6 separate regions of the Mus musculus genome follow, and all the other regions are linked to region 1. The links are chromatin contacts, called in public Hi-C and promoter capture Hi-C maps. All regions are on one chromosome and are shown on one strand. The core of a region is the stretch at or near the end of the contact, and the rest is flanking DNA. Distances in the headings are between cores, read along the strand shown.

What was found. Promoter capture Hi-C pulls out the DNA fragments that hold promoters and counts their contacts. Hi-C and Micro-C count contacts between places; a contact is called where the count stands out from the background.
Region 2: a contact with region 1 is called in a promoter capture Hi-C map of pre-B cells, with 2.6 times the contacts expected there. The contact joins the promoter of Vta1 here to the promoter of Rps12 in region 1. A contact is called at or near these places in 1 of 39 promoter capture datasets (pre-B cells) and 1 of 484 Hi-C or Micro-C datasets (CD4 T cells).
Region 3: a contact with region 1 is called in a promoter capture Hi-C map of pre-B cells, with 2.5 times the contacts expected there. The contact joins the promoter of Hddc2 here to the promoter of Rps12 in region 1. A contact is called at or near these places in 1 of 39 promoter capture datasets (pre-B cells) and 3 of 484 Hi-C or Micro-C datasets (CD4 T cells and Th1 cells).
Region 4: a contact with region 1 is called in a Hi-C map of CD8 T cells, with 12 times the contacts expected there. The contact joins the promoter of Ncoa7 here to the promoter of Rps12 in region 1. A contact is called at or near these places in 2 of 484 Hi-C or Micro-C datasets (CD4 T cells and CD8 T cells) and 1 of 9 other capture datasets (adipose tissue).
Region 5: a contact with region 1 is called in a promoter capture Hi-C map of pre-B cells, with 5 times the contacts expected there. The contact joins the promoter of Hint3 here to the promoter of Rps12 in region 1. A contact is called at or near these places in 1 of 39 promoter capture datasets (pre-B cells) and 2 of 484 Hi-C or Micro-C datasets (CD4 T cells and CD8 T cells).
Region 6: a promoter capture Hi-C map of pre-B cells shows a contact between it and region 1. The contact joins the promoter of Rnf146 here to the promoter of Rps12 in region 1. A contact is called at or near these places in 1 of 39 promoter capture datasets (pre-B cells) and 2 of 484 Hi-C or Micro-C datasets (CD4 T cells and CD8 T cells).

What each region holds. Positions count from the first base shown.
Region 1 is chr10:23,785,022-23,788,916 of GRCm38.p6, forward strand. It overlaps Rps12 (ribosomal protein S12), which reads right to left and starts at 2,188. Exons shown (of 6, transcript NM_011295.6): 1 at 2,135-2,188; 2 at 1,973-2,023; 3 at 1,743-1,859; 4 at 881-983; 5 at 555-656; 6 at 162-252. The coding sequence starts at 1,986. The coding sequence ends at 190. LOC115487513 (a small nucleolar RNA gene) reads right to left here and starts at 1,522; the gene lies at 1,449-1,522. Snora33 (small nucleolar RNA, H/ACA box 33) reads right to left here and starts at 430; the gene lies at 326-430. Snord100 (small nucleolar RNA, C/D box 100) reads right to left here and starts at 800; the gene lies at 733-800.
Region 2 is chr10:14,703,526-14,707,420 of GRCm38.p6, forward strand. It overlaps Vta1 (vesicle (multivesicular body) trafficking 1), which reads right to left and starts at 1,964. Exons shown (of 8, transcript NM_025418.3): 1 at 1,825-1,964. The coding sequence starts at 1,936. 1700016L04Rik (RIKEN cDNA 1700016L04 gene) reads left to right here and starts at 2,084. Exons shown (of 6, transcript NR_045824.1): 1 at 2,084-2,148.
Region 3 is chr10:31,311,265-31,315,159 of GRCm38.p6, forward strand. It overlaps Hddc2 (HD domain containing 2), which reads left to right and starts at 2,141. Exons shown (of 6, transcript NM_027168.2): 1 at 2,141-2,219; 2 at 3,251-3,372. The coding sequence starts at 2,151.
Region 4 is chr10:30,801,604-30,805,498 of GRCm38.p6, forward strand. It overlaps Ncoa7 (nuclear receptor coactivator 7), which reads right to left and starts at 1,723. Exons shown (of 16, transcript NM_172495.6): 1 at 1,226-1,723.
Region 5 is chr10:30,616,620-30,620,514 of GRCm38.p6, forward strand. It overlaps Hint3 (histidine triad nucleotide binding protein 3), which reads right to left and starts at 1,747. Exons shown (of 5, transcript NM_025798.3): 1 at 1,584-1,747. The coding sequence starts at 1,733.
Region 6 is chr10:29,360,411-29,364,305 of GRCm38.p6, forward strand. It overlaps Rnf146 (ring finger protein 146), which reads right to left and starts at 2,032. Exons shown (of 4, transcript NM_001110197.1): 1 at 1,554-2,032; 2 at 875-935. It overlaps Gm30698 (verprolin-like), which reads left to right and starts at 986. Exons shown (of 2, transcript XM_030245425.1): 1 at 986-1,259; 2 at 1,294-2,213. The coding sequence starts at 986. The coding sequence ends at 2,099.

The DNA of each region.
Region 1 (3,895 bases), core at 938-3,437:
TCTCCTTTGTCCATCAAAAATACTAAGCCCAAAGCCCAATTTTAGTTGTGTATGTAGCCTTGGCAGTCATTTACCCAACGAAAATAGTAAGAGCAGACAGGTACTTCCAATCCACTATCACCTGAGTAAGCACATCCCATTTTATACCAGCAAACAAGAAATACAAGAGAAAAATCAGCCAAAATTTATTTATTTCTTGCACTTGAAGTATTCCTCGATGACATCCTTGGCCTGAGATTCTTTGCCATAGTCCTTAAAAAAATTAAATGCGAATTACTTTCAGTATTAAATTCCGATCAGCTATTTGATTCAGTCTTCCCAATAATACTGTAGCCACTTTCAGGGACCTTAAAGGCTTCAGCTGCCCCTAAGGCTCGTACCATGGCATTAATATTGCCAGCCCTTTCTAAATTTCTGCAGAAACATTGAGATAAGCAGATTAATTGGCTGGCTTTCAAATGATGGCTTATCTTTACAGAAGGTTTAAATCTTGTCTTTAAAACTTGTTTCCACTAAAGGGCCATCAACATTTTAAAGAGAAAAGCAAGACTTACCTTAACCACTACGCAACTGCAACCAACCACCTTCCGTGGTTTGCCCTCTCGATCGATTTTACAGAGGCCTACCCATTCCCCTAGTTTCTTGTTGTCATCAACCTATCAAAGACAAAAGCAATTACTAACAAGGATTGAAACTAGTAAAAGCTGACCCTCAACATTCCCAGGGTGGCTGTTTCAGGAGGGTGACGTGCAGTTTCCTCAGCGAGATTCAGAAGAGGGAGACTGTTTTCATCATGTACAGCCCACGTGAAAATCATCAAAACTACCATGCAAGTTAGTGCTGGTGCCTGTGGCTCAACACCATTATCACTAAGGCTTACCTTTATCAGGTTGATTTGGTGCTCAGCACAAAGTGCCTCCACCAGCTTGACATACATGGGCTCATCACAGTTGGATGCGAGCACACACAGATGGGCTTGGCGCCTAAAATGCAAAACTCAAAGGTGAAACCTTCAAGGGTCTTCACTGTGCTAGTAAACCTGACCACACAGGATTTACTGTACCAAACTGCAGACTAGCCATTCACTTTCCCTGTACAAACTTAGATACCAATACCACACATTATAATAGGAAACCTATTTATGGCCAAAGGAAACTATGACCACTTTCAGGGTATTTCCAACTTGAAAGCTGATCCAAAGCAGTCCTGTGCAGGAAGCACTGTAAATATTCACAACAGCATCCAAAATCACCTGACTTTACCTCAAACAGTAGAATACACGTGCATAAGCCTAATAAACCATGCATGTTCTCAAGTCTCCCGGATATAGCTAGATTTCCCCGACACCACAATATTGTCGTTTAAGTATTTGCAAACTAAATAATGATGCCCCCCCCTTTTCCATCTTCTAGCAAAACTACCGGACTATCTATCCCCACGAGCTACAGGTTTGTCAGACTAGCTGTTTCTCACCCATGAACGGGGTGAAGGGGTATCCGACAATTCAAGTCATCATGCAAACACTGTAGCTTTACAAAACTACTGCTCGTCATCCCCGATCCACACAGCAACCCACACATCCTAAGTGGGCTAGAGTTGATACCTTTTCCTAGGTTTCCTGCTGGCCGGATGACATTCAGAACTTTTGTGCTAACAGCATGAACTTCACGCTCTCTTCCCTTGGCTGCTGCAGTCTTTGTTCCGGCTGCAACACCCCACAGTATTGAGACTGAGACACGTACTTGTCTAAGGCTTTGGCAGCTTCGCGTATGCCACGTGCTAGGCCATCGTGGATGAGGGCGGTCTTCAGCACCTCTTGTAGAGCAGTGTTGACGTCCATTACACCTCCAGCAGCTATGCTGGAATGCAGACAGAGACGTTAGGACCCTCGGCAGGCTAGGGATGGGGAACTAGCATGGAGAAAAGCCCAGACCAGCGCCGCCCGCGGGAGGCCCACGCCCCACTCGCTCACCCTTCCTCGGCCATGGCGGTGAATCACGGGTGACGCCGAATCTTGAACGCACTGAAAGACAAAACATCAGTAAATCGCCCGTTAAGACCCAAGTACTTCACTTTTGAAGCCAAGGCGCAGTAGACACGCTATCGCCGGCGCACGAGCTGGGATCACACTCACCCCGAGCTTCCGCCTCCGCGCAAGTCGGCGGCGGCAGGGGAAAAGGCCGGCGGTGGCCGCATGACGGTATTTAAGCGCTCCGCTCGACTTCTGTGCGCATGTGCAACTCCTCCCACTAAAGAGGTGGCTCCGGTGGTGCCGTGCCTTAGGAGTTTCCACTTCCGCCTTTAGGAGCGTCCGTGGTAAGAACGCGGCTGGATTTCTAGCAGGCATCGCAGCGGGCAGCCTTTGCCCAGGGGGCGTGGACCACAGAGGTCCCACGATCCGCTCCTACGGAACACGAGAGGAGCCAAACTACTGCCGTTTTCTTCGCTGCTGAATTACTTTGTTTTAAGCAGTTTTTCCACGTCTTATCGTGAAGTTTCCTGTTGCCAATACTGGCCGATTAGGCTGAGTGTGTCCACATTTTGGTCCTTTGGTTTTTAGCCTCTCTGAGTGGCTGTGATTTGTGTATGATCACAAACCCCACTGCTTTGCAACGTGTTTAAGCAGACCTTGCGGCCAGGTCAGATCCCGGTCTGAATGCAACCGGTTCTGAATGAACATTTAGGTAATGACCCTAGTTTTTTTCCCGAGTCGCAGCTTCGCAGACACTGGATCCCTGAGGTACATGTTAAACTCTCACTGTGGATCTGTCACTAAATTCCACCGAGGATTCGGCTACCAGGAGTGGAACTCCAGAATCTTAAAGCCAGTTCCCGCCTACGCCGACAAATGCATTTTAATTTCGAAGGAATCACTCGCTCTTCTACTTCCAAAGCAAATACACAAGACATCTCTCTCAGAAGATATCCCCGAAGCCAACCAGAGCTTCTGATGGCCAACCTGGTGGATACAGTGATCATTGTCGGGCTCATGAATTTCATGAGGATATAAGAAAGTTGATGGAAGTTTTAGCTTTTCCAATAAACGTTTGGGTTTCACCCCTAAAGCCTCATGCTTGCTTCCTTACCCCTGCAATTCAAAAAAGTATTTAATAGGTGGTTAGTTTCTGTGGGCGTATTTCTGCCAGTGTCTATGGTGCTGTTTTAAAGATGAGAGACGGCGGACACTTAAAAGTCTGCATTTTAAAAGATAAAGCTAGTATTTTAGCCAAAGAGTAACATACCAGAATGCCACGGTGCTGGGGAGTGGAGATGATGTGGGAACGCAGGGGATTTGGAGTTTATGGCAGCATTTAAAAGAGGTTTTAACTAGAGTTCCAGCCAGGTAAGTGCAGGAAGAATATTCAGACAGGAAGAGAGAGCAGGAAGGCACACGTGCCTTTTGGCTGTTTTGGAAGTGATTTTGAAACATTACACAGTCGGAAAAGAATGTGGTTAAGTAGAGTTTAAGTAGTTTCCTTAGTATAAGGCTATTAAAAGTTAATGTGTCAAACCATACATAAGTTGCAAGACTTTCATCCCAGCACCTGAGAAGCAGAGGCAGGTGGATAGCTGTGAGTTCCAGGCTACCAGGAAGACAATGTCTAAAGCAAAAAAAGGAAAACATTTAAGTGTTAAGCATATTAGAGTTCTCTTCCCGGAAGAAAAGTCTCACAGAAGAGACTAGATGGTAAAATTGGAAAATAACTACTGCATTTAAATACTAAGAAGAAACAGCTGAGTCCTTTCAGCTTGGTGCCTAAGTTTTAGTGCTGCTTCCAACACAGTAGCAACCAGCTCAGACTCTCCACACCTTTGATGTCAGCTCTCTGTCCTAATAGTCCACCCTAATGAATGCCTTTCTGTCAGCAGTAAGCACCCCCTTTTAACAACTGGA
Region 2 (3,895 bases), core at 714-3,213, 9.1 Mb before region 1:
AATATCACTTCAAAGAGACAGCATCCAGGGCCACCAAGTTAGCAAAAATTAAAACTTCAGTAACATCAAATGTGAGTACATGCATACCTCCTGTCGCTCCTTAAATTCTGTATGGATATCATGCAGGTCTCATAACAGAAACTGCAGTACAGCCATACTGACTTTGTCATAAAAATGCCCATTCATGACTAGGGAGAAGGGATGCTACTGAAATAGAAACACCCATAAAAACCAGATGACAGCAGGCAAAAAGGTGAGGACAAGCGTGGACTCCCATTTCAAGTTTACCTATGACAGGAAGCTGTAAGGCTTAATTTTAGGGGACTGACATGAGAAGCACTTCTCTTGTTTTTGTTTGTTTGTTTGGTTGGTTCTTGTTGTTTTAAACAAAGAAAACAGGGGAATCAAGCTTAGAACAAAGGGCAGGAATGACCACAATGACACAGGAAGGAAAAGATCCTGGGTAGTGACAAAGGTGCACAGTTACAGGTTCATGAATAAGGATTGGCTTAGAGGGAAACAAAGGGCCCTGGTTCACAGTCCAGAGCCAGCCTCTTTGTTGTATCCAACTTCTCTCTGGCTCTATACTCTCCAAATCCTCACTCCTCCTCTTTTAAACTTCTCTGTGGACCTTCAGACTTTTGTTCCTTTTAAAGGTATATTCTTCAGCAATTGTGCACAAAGGTCTGGCTTCCATTGTCAACTGAGCAATGTGTTTCTGAACACAGGAAAATGAGGTCCCCTCTACAGTACTGTGGCACTTCTATGCCCGTTCCTGAAATTATAAAATGCGTACTGTTCAAACGCCCCTCCTCTCAGTAGTCCTAGGACCACAGGAGCTGGGTTTTAGTTTTTTTTTCCCAGTACTTAGGAATGCTCGTCAATAGGTAAAAAGGCTCAATAATTAGGATATGTTTGAAGATCATCAAAAGAACAAGAATGGTGGGAACAATACTGGTATGATTTTTATAAAAATGAAGTATAGCCACCGAGTGGCTTGCAGAAGAGGTGGGAATTCAGATCATAAATCAAGTGGAGAATGGCAATTATTGGTGGTGGTAGGGGGACATCCATGCACATTTGAGAAATGAGGTACATACATGTCCACAAGGGAAGGCTTGACTTGGTCCAGATTTTTGCTAACAATGTCCACAACAGAGGACACATCATTTCTGTATTCTGAAAGTTCTTTAGAAACTCAGAGTACAGTCATTTCTTGCAACAAAGATAGGAGTATAATATTCAAATCATAGTTTACATAAAACTACTAGTCCTATCCACTTCACCAACTCTGCATGTCTGAACGGAGTTCAAACTGTGTCCTCTTCAGTAGTATATACATCTCAAACTAGGAATATTGGCATTAAACTTCTTAACTTTCAGGATAGCTAAAGGATGACTCCAAATTCTTACTGGTGGTAATGAGGAGTACGGAAAACAAGTCAAGAACAGTCAAATTCAAATTTTCAGTAGTAGCCACTGTCCACTGAACCGTCTGAGTTTCGGAAGGGACCTGAAAGCTCTCGTGATTAATGCACAGCTTTCGTTATGTTTTCTGTTAGTCTCCCTTCCCACCCATCTCTGGGAAACCTATGACTATCGAGGTTCTCATTCCCAGAAGAAAGAACAGCCGGGAGGCGTGTCCGAGGCTCTAAGCTGGAGAGACGGGGGTCCGGGTGTGGAGGGAGTCTAGTACTTGGGGTCCTCCTGGCCGAGCCAGAGGTCAAGGCTCAGGTCTGAAGCCAGGGGGCGGGGCGGGCCTCAAGAGCGGAGGGAGGCGCGGGGCGCAACCGGGCGGGAGAACGGGGACTCGGAGGGACTCACAGTAGTAGGCCACCACGGGGTCCCGCTTGTCATGCTCCTGCGCCGTTCTCAAATGGTGCTGTATGCTCTTAAACTGCGCGGGCAGCGGCGGCAGAGGGGCCAGCGCGGCCATCTCCACTCCCGGAAGCGCTACTTCCTACTCGCCGGTCACAGATACTTCCGCTTCCGCCTCCGAGCGGGCAATTCTCACCCACGCATCCGTTGCTGAGACGCTTGTCCGCGACGGGTGCCCGAAGGAGACAAACTTACTGCCTGGTTTAAGGCAGTTATTATTTGGAGAATGAGAGTCTCCTGTGTCGCACACGGCTCCAGCGCTCTCTGCTGGTAAGCGGAGATAGAGGTTTTAAATTTAACTTTTGTTTTTGTTTGTTTGTTTGCATGGAATGAATGAAAGAGAAGAAAGGGGAAAATAACGTAAAGGACTTTAACTGCGAGAAAGGAAAACTTCCCCTCCCCTCTCTTTATCTCATGCGTGTGTGTTTTGTTGGGAATATTCTGGCAAGCGTATATACTACTAAGCTACCTTCTCAGCTTTCAAATTTTCCTTCCCTTCCCTCCCTCCCTCCCTCCCTCCCTCCCTCCCTCCCTCCCTCCCTCCCTCCCTCCCTCCCTCCCTCACTCTCTCCCTTGTCTTTATTTTTATGAGACTGGGTCTCACTAAATTGCCAAACTAAGCTTTGGACTTGAAATCCTTTACCCAGGGCTTCCCAGTTAGTAGAGATTACAGACATATGCATATAGATGGGCCACAGTGGGTTTTTTTTTTTTTTTGGTGGGGGGGGGGGAGGGTGGGGTGGAGTGGGGGGTGGAGGTGTCATTAGTTTTAACAGAGAAAATGATCACAAAATAAAAATTTATACATTCACACACACAGAAGTACACGTTATAGCCTTTCTAGAAACTGTAAAGAGATACTGAAAACATGTACTTAAAGGAGATTGGAACTGGAAACAACCATTGCTTTTAGTTTAGAAGTTTTAAATTCTTATATGAGAAACACTATGTTTAAATACTAGATTAAAATTTGCATGTCCAAATACTGGACTGAATAGACAGTCCTTTTCAAACTTGAAAGGTAAACACATGCGAACTAATAAGAATTGAATACTTTCTCTGATATGGCTAGTGCTTGTTTTAGTGAACTATGCGAGTTGATTAGTGGAGGAAGATGATGAACATTAGGAAAGTATTAGTCTGTCTTACTACTTGACAAGATAGAGTCCAGGAGAGTCTGCACTTCTGACTTTATAGCACACCCCACCTTTTCTTTATAGCAGTGATATTTATTTATTTATTTATTTATTTATTTATCTATTGCCACCTCTCCATTGCATAGTATCATCCTTAAGGACTTACATTTCATTTGAACTTTCCTGTATTTTTTTTCTTTTTGTTTGGGTTTTATTTGTTTGTTTGTTTTTTGTTTTGTTTTTTTGAGATAGGGTTTCTCTGTATAGCCCTGGCTGTTTTGGAACTCACTTTGTAGACCAGGCTGGCCTCAAACTCAGAAATCTACCTGCCTCTGCCTCTCAAGTGCTGGGATTAAAGGCGTGCCCCACCACCGCCCGGCTGAACTTTCCTGTTTTTTCAACGCCAATATTGGTATATAGTGTTTGCCTTATGTGGTTTACCACCAGAGTAACACTAGTATCACTGAATGAAAATGGTAGTGTTGCTTCCCTTTTTATACATGGAATGGCTTGAGACGTATTGCTATAGGTTCTTCCATAAAGATTCACTAAAATTCAATAGTGTCAGGCATGGTGGTGCATACCTTTAATCCCAGCATTCTGAAGGCAGAGGTAGGTGAATCTCTGGGGTCTAGGAAAATATAGTCTTCAGAGGGAATTCCAGGACAGCCAGGAACTTGTCTTGGGGGAGTGGAGGGACATCTAGTAGTAAACATTACTAGCTTATTCATTCATTCATTCATTCATTCATTCATTCTTGCTTTGTGGACAAACTTTTGAAAAAATATTGCTTCATTTTAATTTCTGGTTGCGAAATTTTTAAGTTGTCTAATTTTTTTTGCCTTTATTCATTCATTTATTTTAAACTCAGCAAGGGCTCA
Region 3 (3,895 bases), core at 891-3,390, 7.5 Mb after region 1:
ATTCCCCTGACGTGGAAAGCTGGAGCTTAGGTCCAGGTCAGAGTTCTCTCCATGCTATGCTGCTTGTCTCCTCTAGGGTCAGTAACTCACCTAAAAACTGCCTACAACTCTGCCGGCCTCTCAAAAAGCCTCACTACACACCCGAGGCAACACACACTTCTTACATCCCCGAGAACCACTGTGTTCCTTTGCAAGAGATCTTTAAGTAACACCAGTGTTTCAAGACATCTGTCACTCATGAGGTCTCTAGGTGTTTCCTCTGCTCCTATTCTAAGAAGAATGTTCTTTCACTGCTAAATCTTGATGTGAGTGATGGGTGCTGTCAGACCACAGTCTAAGAATGGAGTTGAGCAAGGGGAATCTTGAGTGCTTGTGAGAAAACTCCAAGAAAACAAGGCAAGAGTCTTATGACCACAGCTTCTTGAAACCCCAGAATCGTTCTTGGATTGTGTTTTTTGTACTCCTCCCAAGTATAATGGATAGGAGTGAGTTATTTCAGCTGATATTCTTCATGTGCATCTATGAAAAAAAACATTTTCTTGTCACATATGGCTTGTCTTTGTCATCAAATACTTTACTCATTTGAATCTTCTTAACCCTCAGAGTACAAATTGCTGGATGCTCTGACTAAAGAGCCCCTACTCTCCCAAGTTCACACTGTCAAACTAGGGTGGTGAGCAAGGTGCTATTTAAGATATTCTACTTCCATAAAGTCCTATTTATGATTTCCAGAAAGTTTTATACTCTAAAAAGCCACTTTCACAGGCATTTTTACTGCGATAACACCTGATTCAAACACTCTGATTAGAGTGACTAACAGTATGATTTATAGGGAGAAAGCAGATAGGGACTATATATAAAACCAGGAATAGGGCTTTCTACACCTAGGACCTTAGCATAGCAAGGCAGCCTGGTGGTGCTGGCATTTGAAGCTTGTGCTTTATAGATAACACAAACCACTCACCTACTTCAGTGCTGGAGAGCACTTGGGACCTCATGCACAGCTACACTACACTGCCAACTTTTCATTTCTTCTGTAGAGCTGACTTTAGAATCCTGGATGCTGCTCATGGATGCTACTTCAGTGCTGGAGAGCACTTGGGACCTCATGCACAGCTACACTATACTGCCAACTTTTCATTTCTTCTGTAGAGCTGACTTTAGAATCCTGGATGCTGCTCATGGATGCTGCCTCAGGGTTCTGTAGAATCTACTGAGCAACATTCTATACCAACATTATGCTATGATGACTATACATTTTCTAGTATAGTTCCCGGTATAGTATTCGGGCTCATATGGAAGAGGTGGTAGGTATATCAAGTAGTGAGAAACGAGAACAGACAATGGTTCATTAGAACCATCACCTTTTAGGGCCCTGTAAATAAATAAACCTACTTTGTTACAAATAAAATTGGAATTCCTTTTTATTTCTCTTTCTTCTTGAATCTTATTCATATCCTCGACTCCCTCTGCTTGAATTTGTCCATATCCATTAACTGCATTTAAAAGTTTGTACCATCAAATTGTCAATGGAAACTAGTCAGGTAGTCCTGGAAGATCCTGATCAGTTTCCTGGCAGAATGGATGCTTGTGGTTTCACCATGGGCTTCCTCTTACTAGCCCATTTCCTGCTTCCTCCAAAGTTTCCTGGTATGTCTGCCAAGCATTGCCTCCCTTCACAGGCTTGCCCAGTGCCTTTGTTAAACTGGTTAAGCGAAGCTTCTTATAGCTAGCTCTTCCTGCCAATCAGACACTGGGCTTCTAAGAAGCAAGGTTTGCAGGCATTATCCAGCTTCATCCTCCTTAGGCCTTTCTGCCCTTAGCGTCAAGCTGCGATTCCTGTGAAAGTTGATGGTTACTTGGGCAGAGACCATCCAAAGTCTGAGCACAGACCTTAGTACAGAGAAAGTGCTCTACCAAAGGAGGAAGTGGGGCTGTGAGGAGGAGCCAAAGGGTGGGGAGGAGCTGAAGGAGGGCGGGGAGGAGCTGAAGGAGGGCGGGGAGGAGCTGAAGGAGGGCGGGGAGGAGCTGAAGAAGGGCGGGGAGGAGCTGAAGGAGGGCGGGGAGGAGCTGAAGGAGGGCGGGGAGGAGCTGAAGGGGAATGGGGAGGGGCTTGAGGTTGACACCGCCCAGCTCTTATGCACTTCAGCATGGCTTTGGCCTCGTCCGGCTCTGGAGCCGGGCTGTTGCGTTTTCTGCGTCTAGTTGGGCAGCTCAAGGTGAGCGGGTGGGATCGGCTTGGCCGGGAGGCGGTGCGGCCCAGCTCAGGCACCGACCTCACGCAACCTCCCTCGCTCAGCCCGGCGTTGCTGGCGGGTACGCAGCCGAGGCTGGACCGGGGACTCGTGCACGCTCCATGCCCAGCGCGGCCACAACCCAGGCCATGGCGATGCTGCGGAGCGGCAGCGGAAGGCAGGAGCCGAAACCCCTGCACGTAGGCTGTGGAAACCTTCCTCTATCACCGTGACTTCCGGAACTGTTGGTTTCAGTAAATCGGTTTCAGCGTGCACCAGCCCTTGCTTGGCAGAGCTTGTGCAGAGCCCCCTTTGTTCCAAGATGAGCTGTTCTGTAACACTGCGACTATTTGTGAAATTCGTTAGATGCATAGAACTCCCAGAGAAAATGCAGACTTACACAGGTTGAGAAGTAGTGAAAGGCTTGACTGCCATGGAAACTCCTCCAAGCCATCTGAGTTAGAATTGGAGAGTCTGTCACATGTTGCATGTACAAAATATTCTATTATTGTATGAAATGAGTTTTTGGACGGCACAAACCTACTACTCTCATAGTTAGGAATAATACTGGGGCTTTGCTTTGCATTTTTCCTAACTACACCACAGATGAACAGCACAGGCTGGCAGCCTGGAACTTGGGTCTTCACCTGTTGAGTTCTTAGATTCCAGGCGTGTACCACCAGGCGTACCACCAGTTTTGCTTTTATGTCTAAAAACTTTTTGTGTATTATCCCATAGTTATACTTCACTAGCACAGAGTAAAGACTATTGGACTTTTGTATACTTTTGAACATTTTTGTATATTTGTGAATTGTCCACTCACTAGTGAGATTTCAGATTTTTATCGATATGATTAGTTTAAATGAAACATTTTTAAAAAAATAGGTTTGAAACCACGACTCAGCTGACATGTGGCTCTGTGGCCATTCTCTGGCATTTTCTTGAAGAGCACCTGTCATTTTTTGTTGTTGTTCCCAGGGATAGTGTTTTGTTTAATTCCTTATCTTATTTATTAGAGAGTTCCACGGACTGGCTGGGTATACAGAAATGTCGAAAAGCCAGAAAGCGTGTCAGATCACATGTACCGGATGGCAGTTATGGCCATGGTGACCAGAGATGACCGTCTTAACAAGGATAGGTAAGTTATTTGAACATTGATGCTTATGAAGGTTTCTGGACTCTGTGTGAGGATGACTTCAGTTGTAAACTATAGTAAGTTTTCTGTTACATTCTGCGTTGGTCTCAGGGGAAACAAGTGAGAAGTTAGGGCCTTAAAGGGTGAATATGTGTGAATTGTATCTTTGCATTAATTAGTATTTACTTGGCTTTGAACTATCTGCTTTTATGAATAATGATAGCCATTTCTGAGGCCATATTGTTGAACTAGTGTGGCAATAACTACATAGGAGCTATAAAGAGTTAGCATCTCTTTAGATCATCAGCAAGTTTTTGTTTTTGTTCTTTTTAATGCTTGATAATCACAAGACAAGAGTTTACAAAGAAGACAGCAAATGAATTGCACAGGACTGATGTGGCTTCAATAAAAATTACAAAATAAGTTAGGGTAGGAAATTAGCCAGTTGTTCCAGTAGCAGGGAAGATCTCATGTTCTTGGTTGGTCTTCACGGGTTAGATGGCATCTGAGCTAAGTGACATAGGTT
Region 4 (3,895 bases), core at 473-2,972, 7.0 Mb after region 1:
ACAGAGCCTTGCTGTTGACGCCGGAAATGTCAATGAAAAATAACCAAGTTAGCCTGTTTATAGAAAGAAGCAATTATTTAAAATACAGTTAATTGCACTAGCAACAACAACAACAATCTTATACTATAATTTTAAATGGTTGGGTTATATACAATGTGTATCTTGAAATACAATTTCATTCATTCAACAAATAACCAACAAACAGCTATAAGGCATTCAACATTGGGGAATTAGAGAATGGGAAGAGAAGGGGGGGGTGGTCGAGGAGTAGCAGGGGGAAGAGGACCTGGTAATGATGGTGATTCTGTCCTCTTAGTATTTATATTGATTCAGTTAGCCAAAATCTTTAATCTGAAATAGTGCTTATAAAATTGGAGCTTACAATAACAATTTTTTCAAAATTCTAAACCTTATTGCTTAACGTAAAATCCAAAACGGCAGCCTGAGAGGAAACAATTTTATTAAAAGCCCTAATGTATTACTTTTATTTCAAGAACAGGAAAAAAAGACTCAACCAGATTCTCAGAAAAGCAAGGGTCAGCTCAGAGTTGAAGGCGAGGCCGGAGACAAGACTGCCTCTGCTGGCGCATCTTTCAGAGTCTCAACTCCCGACACCTGTATCAAACTTGCAGCTCTCAAACCCATTGGCTCCAGTCAGCTTTATCCTACGAGAACACGCCAGCCTCATCCATCACCTACCTAGGTAATCTGATTTCTAGAAAGACTTTCCTTAAACTGACACCCAAAATGTTAAAGTGTTTGCACCACTGACTTTATATACCACTCGGCTAGCTGTAAATTACACAAAAATTCATAACCACCCCTAAATACCTCTAAAACAACAACCGTGGTCGTCTACATTTTAGCAAAAAGAACAGGAAGAACGCATTTGCTGATCCTGTTTTTTAAAAATGCAATGACACAATCTACTTGAGCTCGAGAAAAAGGCAACGGTCTCCTTTCAAAGAAGCTCCGCGCCAACCTATCCTTCCAAGCTCTCCCAGCCCCCAACCGAGGGTCCCCTGATTGTTAGCGAGGAGGGTCCAGTGGCCCTGCGCCCCGGCTCGGCCTCGAACGTTCCAAGCAGAGCGTTTCGGGTCCCCCGGGGGCTGCGCCCAGCGCCATTAGTACACCTCGGCAGCCCAGGAGGGAGGCTCCGGTTCTTCCTGGCCGCAGCATCAGCAGCCGGTAGCCTTCAAGGCCTGGCCCCGCCTCGGCGACCTACCTACTGGGCGGGGGCGCGGGCTCCGCGGGTCTGGGCGAAGTGGTTCGGGAGCACGCATTTCTGGGAGCCGTGGCCTCTGCCGCTGGGCGCTGGGAAGCGCATCCTCCGGGGTGGGAGGAGGGGGAGGGCCGGGGAGGGGATCGCCCGCCGAGGAGGAGCTAAGGGAGGCGTCAGGCGCTGCGGGGTGCGCTCCTGAAGGGCTCCGGAGTGCCGATCTGGCCCGAGCAGCCGCCGCCGGGGTGCTCGAGGCCTCGCCCAGGTACCTGCAGCAGCACCCACGGTCAGGGCGCCGGGCGCGAGCTGGGCGGAAGGCGGGGAGCTGCGGTGGCGCGACGCCAGCCCGGCGCCCGCCTCTAGCTCCGCCCGACCCGGGGCGCGCGCTGCACTCGTCTGCTGCGGCTGGGACCCGGGAGCTCAGCCGACCGCCTTAGCGATGCGGGCTGCAGCTGCGACATCTTGCCTGCCCCGTGCGACCTCGGAGCCGCAGGCTGGACAGCCTCGAGGTGGCTCGGGCCCCCGAACCCTGGGCCCAGCGGCTCCGCCCCGGAGAGCTGCGCGCGCGGCCTCCGCAGGCCCCGGCCATTTGTGACGCTGTGATGGTCAGGCAGTCAGTGAACCGAGTACGGTCTGCTTACCTGGCCCCTAATCTTATCCCTTTTAGCTGGCTCCTGTCTGGATCTTGGAGGGAAGTTAGCGCTTATGGGCACATGTGGAGTTAGAGCCCTTGCTGGAGCCTTAAAGTCCTTTTACTTCACCTTCCAGCTCTAGGACTAGGGGCAACCATAAATTCATCCTCTGTCATTTCCAGCATTGCCTTTGGCAAAGAGGCCCACTGTCTTCTTCTGTCCCCGGTACAACATCCTATAAGCTGCCCAATTGTAAACCTTATAGCCAAGGCAATGCGATGTAGCAACGGGCAGTTCAGCTGGCTCTTGGCTGGGGCTGGAGAGCAGCTGAGTGGGAAGGTTTTTTTGTTTTTTCTTTTTTTTTTTGTATGAGCCCAGGGCCCTGTTTCTGTGAGCTTCCAACCTGTATTGGACGCTGTTCCCTTTACAGTCCAGTGGCTATAACTGCAAGATGACTCGGAGGATCTGATCGTGAAGATCACTCTTAAATACAGGAAGAAAAAAGTGTGTGTGTGACAGGTGTGTCCTAAGCCATCAACACACACAGTACATAGAGGCTTCCCCAGGTTGCTGCTGCTTCTTGGTACTGCCAGTCTCTCTGGAGGGTGGAGCAAAGCCCTTAGCAGCCATGACTCTGAGATTTCAGCAGCAGATGATGTTACATGGTCATGCAAATATGGAATCACTTCCTGGTTTTGCACTGACCATCTGTAAATTCTGACATCGGGTTTGCATGTTTATGCTTTGAGTAGGAGACACTTCTTTCTGTGTTCTTTACACCCCTTTTGGTATCAACCTTGAGTGCAGGCTCTGCTGCAGGTACTGTTCCCACCCTTTAACTCGGTCAGCACCCTTTTGTGCCTATGAACCCAAGGTTCTGACGAGAAATAAAATAGGCCTTGATTTCTTTTCTCTTAGGCAAAAGTATAACTGAGTATGTGTTCAAAGTGGTGACTTGCTGATAGAGTGTTCCCCAAGTTTTCCAATGCAATGCCAAACAATGACACTGTCTTCATTATCTCCCCTGGAAGTACATGATGGATCACATGCTAAGGATAGTTTGTCACTAAAGTGAAAGTCTGAATAGAATGGGGAGTTGTACTCAAATGGTTGGGATTGGGGGTGCTTCTAATTTAAAGATTCTTTGGTCATTCTTTTTTGTGACTGAGTATTGACTGATTCTTCTGAGTATTGACTGATTCATCTGAGTCTTGTCTTCACACAGAAATCGGAATTAGCATCGTCTACATCCCTCTTATCCAGAATAGTACCCATCAGTCAAATGTGTTCATTCAAACTTAATGAAATACAATTGTTACGACTTCCAGTCTGTTAGTTATACATATAAGTTCTAAAAAGACAAATAAAGCTTGTGATTGCCTTTTGGACAACACAGGACCCAACATTTCCTTATTACAGGGAATTCTTCTGGAATGCTTGCCAGATTTCAATGGGTAGGAAAGATATACAGAAAGAATTGGAGGTAATTTGGGTGCAGCTAGATCAAATACTATTAGAATATATACATAAGAGCATGATAATCCTTAAGAATTCACAGATTGCCTTTGGACTACAGCTTCAGCATGTGCTGGCCTTGGATACATTTCTAACTGATGCTTTTATCTTCAAAGGTGGATGATCGCAGCACCATCTTCATAGGGTAGATACAGGGAATGAAGTAATTCATGAACAGTATGTATCATGTAGAATGTGTAATCAATAGAAGTCAGCTATTATTATAATAGCATGTGTTAGGGTGACAAAAGTTTTCTTTTCAAAACTTGTATCCCTGAACTGGACACTATAGTCCATTTCTGTAATGCCAATGTTTAGGAAGGCAGAAACAGGAGGATTGTCAGTCTCAAGCCAGCCTGTGCTACATAGCAAAATCCTATCTCTAATTAGTAAAAGTAATTGATTAAAATAAAACGATCTCCATAGCACCTCTCACTGTACTTGGCTAGTGGAAAGTGATGAACTGTTGGGGCTTGAAGCCTGTGGAAAACATGAAGAAAAGTGGTTTTTCCTCTGATAAAGGGGAGAA
Region 5 (3,895 bases), core at 497-2,996, 6.8 Mb after region 1:
AAAACAGAAAAAGCTACCCTGTGTAATGTTCTACTATGCTGTTCCAGTTGTAATTTTTATAGACTATTCTAGGACCTGCTTCAACAGTTCCTCCAATATTTCCTAACAAATAATTCTCAAAAGTTAATTTTTATATAGCTACAATAATTTCTTCCCAGTAACTGTCCCCTTATATCTAAAACAAGCAAGTCCATTTGAAAGAGCATCTTAAAGCCATGGTATCTAAGGTGTTAACAATTTTAATTAGCAAAAGAGCAATTAAATCAGCTAATATTGCTAAGTATGAATTCAGGCATAGCAACACTTCTGTGGGTTCTCAAACATTGTTTCATTTTTCGATTCTAAGAGCTAGCTAGCTTTCTTTCTTTCTTTCTTTCTGTTTTTGTTTGGTTTGTTTGTTTGTTTGTTTTTGTTTTGTTTTTCAAGGGATTTCTCTGCATAGCCTTAGCTGTCCTTGAATTCACTGCATTGACCAGGTTGGCCTCCAACAGAGAGATCTTTCTGCCTCTGCCTTTCTGAGTGCTGGAATTAAAGGCATGTACCACTACCACTCAGCTATTTCTAAGAGCCCCTTAAAAATAATTCGTATCAATGCCATGAGACTCATACACAAAGAGTAAGACACTGCCCTTGGTACTGGTAAGCCCCCTGCTAAGAATATGTGATATGCCCTTTGCTTAAATGAATTCTAAAAATACAGTAAGAAAACCATACAGAGATCTGTGAGGCAAAGAATCATCTCTGACTTTTGTTGGAAAGATTCCTCAAACAAATTCTTCATGATGCTGGCAACCCTGATTATACCAAAACAAATAATTTCCTCTGCTCTTATTTGTATAATTATATATCAACAACTTATATAAGTGCAATCATTTCCTGTGTTTACAATGAATATATGTGTAATAAGAATTTTAAATGCAAGATGATAAATCTCTCTCAAAAGATTAACTCTTTATGAAGGATGATGAGATGTAAAAATGTTAGACCCAGGGGAAAGGGAGAGTTTTCTGGAATTTCCAGGCATGACATGACTGTTGCTCTCCCGATCTCGCAGCAAGTATGATTAACTACACTTGATCTGCACAGGTTTGAACCCTGTCGAGATCTTGTAACGAAAAGGGGAGTAGTTCATGAGGCTCTCACGGTAGATAAGGAAGATTCTTACAAGCTATTAACTGTAAGTATCAGTTCGACTTCAGACCCAGTCCTGAAACCCCATTCCAGCCCATTTCAGTCAAATTCACACTTCTTCACCACGTCCAAGACCTGTTTTCAGCAAGTTGTACGCTCTCTAACGATACTGGAAGAATACATAATTTTAAAATTACTATCTAGAGAAGAGGAAGACTCCCTAAAATAAAAGTAAAGACACAGGATGCTGCTGTGTTGCAAATGCATGCGAGGGAGGCGAGAATGCTGGGCTCTATCACTGCTATCTCTCCCTACTGAACAGCAAAGGCAACACTGGAGACCTCTGGGTCCCTGACAGAAGTCAGTCACTGTTTAGTTCGTCTGCAGAGACAGAAGCCTGCGAGCAGGGATTGGATGCCTGGTCCCCACCCACCCGGCCTGTCGCCGCCCACCTCACAGTGAAAGAGTTCAGTTTTGGGTTCCTGACCCGCCGCCACGCGGCAGAACACGCAGTTGCTGTCATAGTTCCAGGACTCCGAGGTCCCAGGCGAGGACCCCTCGGGATCCGGCTCTCCGACCAAGCCCGCTTGCTTCTCAGCCATGGCGGCCGAAAGGCGACGTCAGGATCAGCTGAGGTGCGCAAGGCCCGCCTCGGGCGGATGCACCTGGAATCGCCGCCCTAGGGTGGCCCGCCTAGTGACACGGAGTCTGCGCACGCGCAGGGCCAGACTCTGGGTATGGGACACACCAGATAGCTCGGCCTCTAAAAGGGCGACGATCAGAGGGCAAGCCCGGCGCTCCGTGATGACGAAAGCAGCGCAGCCGCAGGAGCCCACTGCTCAAAGGCGTTTTCTGACGGGAAGACCTATCCAGGGGTTGGTAACATTCATCTAAAGTGTAAAGGATATTGCTTTCACGTCCCTATAGTGTATTACACTCCCGTTACAAAAGAAAAAGAGTATAGAAATTCGATTCTTTTAAGGGTATGAGAGGATGAGTCAAACGTATAGAGAGCCTTGTTTGGCAAAGTGAAATTTCCGAGTTTCCTGTGTACTTACTTGTTCAGCCACAGTAATTTTAGGATCTGAAACCAAACCAAACAAACAAACCCGGCCAAATTGGTCTCTACATGTTTGCTTTTGTTTATAGTACAATGTAAATCGAAAGGGTCTCCTATCACACATATGTCATATGGAGAGAAAAGGTAGTAATTGAGAAATTCCCTGCCAGGTCACCTGATTCATTGTAACAATTTTCTCTTGTATTCCCGGCTATTTAGGAAAGAGAGGGAGAGAAACCCTTTGGGAACAATCATGCGCGGAAAAGTATCAGTTCTTAAGTATGATGTGATCTCACCTTTTTACAATACATGGCATTTGCTGAGCACCAAATACTCTGTTTCTCTAATTGTGAAAACTCCCAAGGTTGATTATTTTATTACAGGTCTACAGAAAGAGACAGATTCAGACTTATTTTCTTACCACTTACCCAAATGATAAAATTCAAATAAATGTCTAGTTCTAGAACCCATAATAACACTTAGTGTGACTTTAAACTCAGTAGTGATTTTAAGTGAATTATCTTGTAATCTGAAACAGTAACGTAAGTTAAGTAAGAGTACATGCACATTCACGTTGCATTTAATTCCCTTTGTAGTTAACCATATGGTGTGCAATCATGACAATAGCTTCTCAGATCATCACAAGTTTGAGGCAGGACTCAGAAGCAGAAAATTTGACTTTGACACATTTAAATATTATCATGTTCCATGTCTGTTCTTACACTTTCATATCACGCTGCTTTTTTATGGTGTGTGTATGCATGCACACACACAGTAGCTGTATGTCTTTATCCATGTAGGTACTTGAGTACTTGGGCTGCCTCTTGGGCCATGGTGGGGGGGGGGGTGATCTGTAGATGCCTTTCATAACTGCTTGTTTGATATTGAAAGCTTTTGAGTTGACTTTGGCTTTGGTAAGGACAGGAGTTTCATCCTTTATTCTTGGTGCTATCATAGTGGAAATGTTCCCATAGACATTTCACAACAGTCTGATGAATAAAAGAATGATTTTCAGATCCCACGGGAAAACACTTTTGAGTTATGAGAGTTGCACAGTCACAAACAGAAGTGCTTTTTTAGTAAAGGCTATGAGTGGTAAGGGTCAGGAGCCTTGTATGGGGGCAGGTGGGGATGGCTATAACAAACACCAGAGCCTGATATTGTGAATTAAGCATTTAGGGCCCTGTCTGTATGCTTCCATATGGGTGTTGTCTTGGGATAGATGTTTGCACACAGTTATTATAGGGCAAAAGTTTTTCAGTTCTCTCTTCCTTGACAAAATGTTTCTTCCTCAGTAAGGCCAACTCTGACTAACCTTGCAACCGTGGTCTAGCCCCTTCCTTCCTCTTTAGCTTTCTCTATTTTTTTTCTATTGCAAGTCCTTTCCCACATACTTAAAATTATATAGTAGCATGCTACATATATGTTAACCCTATGCATTTAACTTAGGGTATATATTTATTTTTACTCCTTCATCTCCAATGAGTGCAGTCTCTACAGAAATTATCTTTTGTTCCTGTTCATATATGTACCAGCAGTAACTCTGCTACTCTATAGTAGTCAAGGACTACAATAAGAATTTTTGGTCTAATAACTGGAAGGCTGAAGCTGCCATTTACCAAGGTGAAAAACTGTGGGACTAACAGATGTGGGATGGTCAGGGAAGATCAGGCATCCTGTTCTGGGCATGTTACTTTGAGATGC
Region 6 (3,895 bases), core at 782-3,281, 5.6 Mb after region 1:
GACTGTTTCTAATCCACCCAGCAGTTACCCAAGTTCAGACTCTGTGATCAAGAAGGCAACCAAGCAAGGAGGTAGAAAAGACTCGGATCTTCCATCTCTCATACTGATAGGGAAATGTGATAAGTCCTTCAAACTCATATATGGCTGACAGAAAATATGTTTTAAACAGATGGATATGAAAAATTCTTCCTATTATTTTCTTCTTCAAAGTCAAGGAATCATGTTGGATCCAAAAAATAAAACAAAACAAACCCTCCAACAGTTTCAAAGTGGCACTTTTACTAAATGGCATGTCTCCTACAAAAAAAAAAAAATCATTTATGTTTGCATTCCTGTTATCTAATGAACAGTTATTTGGGACATTTCCCCATGACTACAATTCGACTCAGTTCTTAAACAGCACAAAACAGAAACTTTCAAACGTTTAATAACAGGGTTTTCATTCTTTCCCCATTACACACGCCCAATTAAGACATAAATAAACTCTATGATATCCAAGACCCAAGCAAACATATCCAAAACTCCATCTTTACTGTAGCAGTTACTCTTGAGTTTTCTCTAAAATGAGATTTACTTCACCTATTTTCAAGTGTTTCTACAGCTCCCAGACGCTTTTCACGCTCTGCTAGTATGTGTGGGTCGTTTTCTTAATTTGTTCTTTAATATGCCATGTTCTTTAAAAGTCTAATGATACAGATCATTTATTGTTATGTTCTACGCATTCAACTTCTATGACAATACGTGCCTTTCAATGCCCAAGCTCCAGGTGCACATCTAGTTTGCAAAAGAACACACACACACACACACACACATACACAGATAAAATGTAGTTGTCAGAATGCGTGTGCTAACTTACAGTGGGGAAACATCTTACCTAATTATAGAGGACGGTTCCATTTCCACATCCTCAAAAACAATGTCACATAGCCCTTTCTCTTTAAAAAAAAAAAAAAAAAAAAGTCCAGAAAATAAGACAGTGACAACAATGGGGATCCCGTGCGCTCTCAGATGGGGTGGAGGGTTAAGGAGAAAACTCCACATCCAGCAAGCAGAACAAAGCGACTGCCGGAGCTCTCAAGATGCACCCGGCTTGGGAGGCCCAACTGGTATCCCGACACCTCAGGCTGGTTTCGGGTTTGGGGAGCCATCAAAACAAGAACGCTCGGCGGCTTCCGCCAGCGCGAGGAGGAGGGGACGACTCCGGGCACTGGGCAAGACCCAGAGGCACAGCCGCGGCGGCGGCGGCGGCGGCAGGGCAGGCGGAAGATAGCATGCAGCCCGTGGCCGACTGAGGCCCGGTCGAGCCCGCTGGAGCTGCCCGCAGCCTGGCCTGCCTGCGCAGTAATGGCCGGGGCCGCGCCCGTCACAGTCCGGGCTGCGCCAGCTCGGCCTCCCTCCGCGCGCCCGTCCGGGCCGCGCTGGCCAAGGGCGTCCCCGTCCTACCGGCCCCCGACCCGCCGCCGCCCGCCGCGGACTCCGAGCGCCGCCTCGCAGCCAACGAAGCCGCAGTGCCCCGCCGAGGCCCGCAGCCCACGGCCCCCCGCGCTCCTCACCGGTCCGGCCCGGAGCCCACCTCTCGGCCGCCGCCGCAGCCACCTCGCAGTCTTTTCTCCTCCGCTTCGGAGCCCGCAGCGGACGGGGACGCGCGCGGCCGTCACGTGACCGCCCGGCGCTCAAGGGGCGGGGCCGCGCCGGCGGAAGCCACGCCCCCTCACCGTGATCCCGCGCGCGGCGGCCCTGGCTGGCGGTCCCCACGCTGGCTGCTGCTCTTCTCTGTCCCTTGCTGCGACCGGGCTGCTCCTTGTCCCTGTTCCGGTCCTCCCTCACCCTCTGCGTGGCGCATCTTGTGGCCTCCTGGTTCTGAACTGGTGGAGGTCCATCTAGGTGGCTTGTGGGAGGAAGCTAGACCTTCAGTACCAGGAAGAAGAGCCTTTCCAAAACTCAGCCTTGGGTCAAGTCCTATGTTTCCTTTGGCCGTGCCCTTGGAGAGACTACCGCTTGTTCCTTATACAAAAAAGGCACAAGAAAAGTCACGGCGTGGACTGGATGGTCCCCGAGATGCTCCAATTTATTCACCTCACAAATGGCCAGATATGTAATGGGAGAGGGGGTGTGCTGGGGTGTCTTTTAAACCCTAACAGCATAGGAAGCTAGAAGAAGAAATCGTCCCGCGAATCTAGAATAAATTTCATGGGTTAGTTTTATGGCAAGCATATGGTGTTACACATCAAAATCTAGTCCTTGTTCATTTTAACCGGCACATGATCTTTTTCAGAACAGTTTTCTCTACTTGAAGTTGCACAAAATGGACCAGAGAACCTTTTCACCTTTGAAAGTATTTCCGCATTCTGTAACTGTTTGCATTGTGCTTGCAACAATGTTGCATTTTGAGGTTACATCCACTGTTTGAATTCAGGACTGAAAAATGTACTGTGCACCTATTTATAGGGTTTCAAGGCCACTGATCCAAAGGAAGAGCTCATCTGCTTAACATTAATAGCTGTAAATCCAGAGCATGGGTTCGGGTTATTCATTCAGTTGTTATAGGAAATATTATATGAACTTTTATAGCCTGAAGAGAAAAGGTTGTACATCAATGTACGTTGAAAGGGATAAGACATTGAATAGGTGAGTCGATGTGAGCAAGCATGTGGGTCTATTTCATAGGCTTCAGATGTTAAAATATTCTTAATTTCAAAGGGATCTAGCGGTAGGAGGCTGATTCACCTTACTTGAGGATCTGGGTTCAATCCCTAGTACCATTGAGGGAAGGGGTTGGGGGGATTAAAAATGTTGATGGAAGCTACTGGCTAGCTAGGTTTCAACAGTGCATACCAAACAGTAACAAAGATGTTAGGCCAGAAGATACAGGAATTTGTAGCAAATGGTTACTGTGGCAACTATGGGCTATGGGGGAGGAGGGACACAAATATATGTTCTTGTATGCAGCATTCTCCTGGACCACTGTTAGAAAGTTTAGCCAGCCATTCAGTCCACAGGATCTTCCACACAATTGTGGCTTCTTTAGGGAAACAGGTACACTGTGTGTAAATGTCTCTTGGTATCAGCTATTTCAATACATTTTCTTCTAAGTAATACTATTTTTATAACTTTAATTAATGTACAGATATTGAGAAACATGCCATCTTAGCTTAGTTCCCTATCATGTCATTTTATTTTTAATTCCAGTGGTATACAATATATGTATATAATAGTAGCAAAGTAATAGCAAAATTTTGACCTGTTCTTCAAGATTCAAGTTTGAAGAAACAATAGCAGTAATACCAATACAATATTCTGAGAGGGCTCATCTACTCCCTACAATAATCCAATGTCATCCTTTGCTATTCCCATTTTACAGATCTAACACACAACTGGGGTTTGAATTCAGGTAGAGATTCTATGAAGATTTATTTCTGGGTTAGGAAATTTTCCATAAAGAAAGTCCTGTTTGAGAGAGCAAAAATCAGACAGATCATAAATATCTTGCCTAGCCCCTACGTCTATTAGGGAAAAGCTTTTTTATGTTGTCCTTCAGTCTCCCTGGGTGCATAAGAGGCGCGGAATATCTAAGTGCCTGGAGTCTTATTTTGTCTGCTTACTGAAAAACCTGAGACAGACATGAAGTATCAGAAACCTAATAAAATTCTCTCTCAGATTCAGCCCTTTCCCACAACCATGTCAAAACATGCTTCTGTATCTTTGTTCCAACCCATCTTTAGTTTCTTCCTCTTTTGCTGCATATACACTTTGCAAATAATTTCTTCGCTGCCTCTTTCCATCTTCAAAATACACTCAGGATCCTACTACGTTTTATGCTGACTTCTAAACCAAACCTAAGTGAGGTCATATCATACTTCTGAATACACATATACAACCACCTTTGGCTTACCAA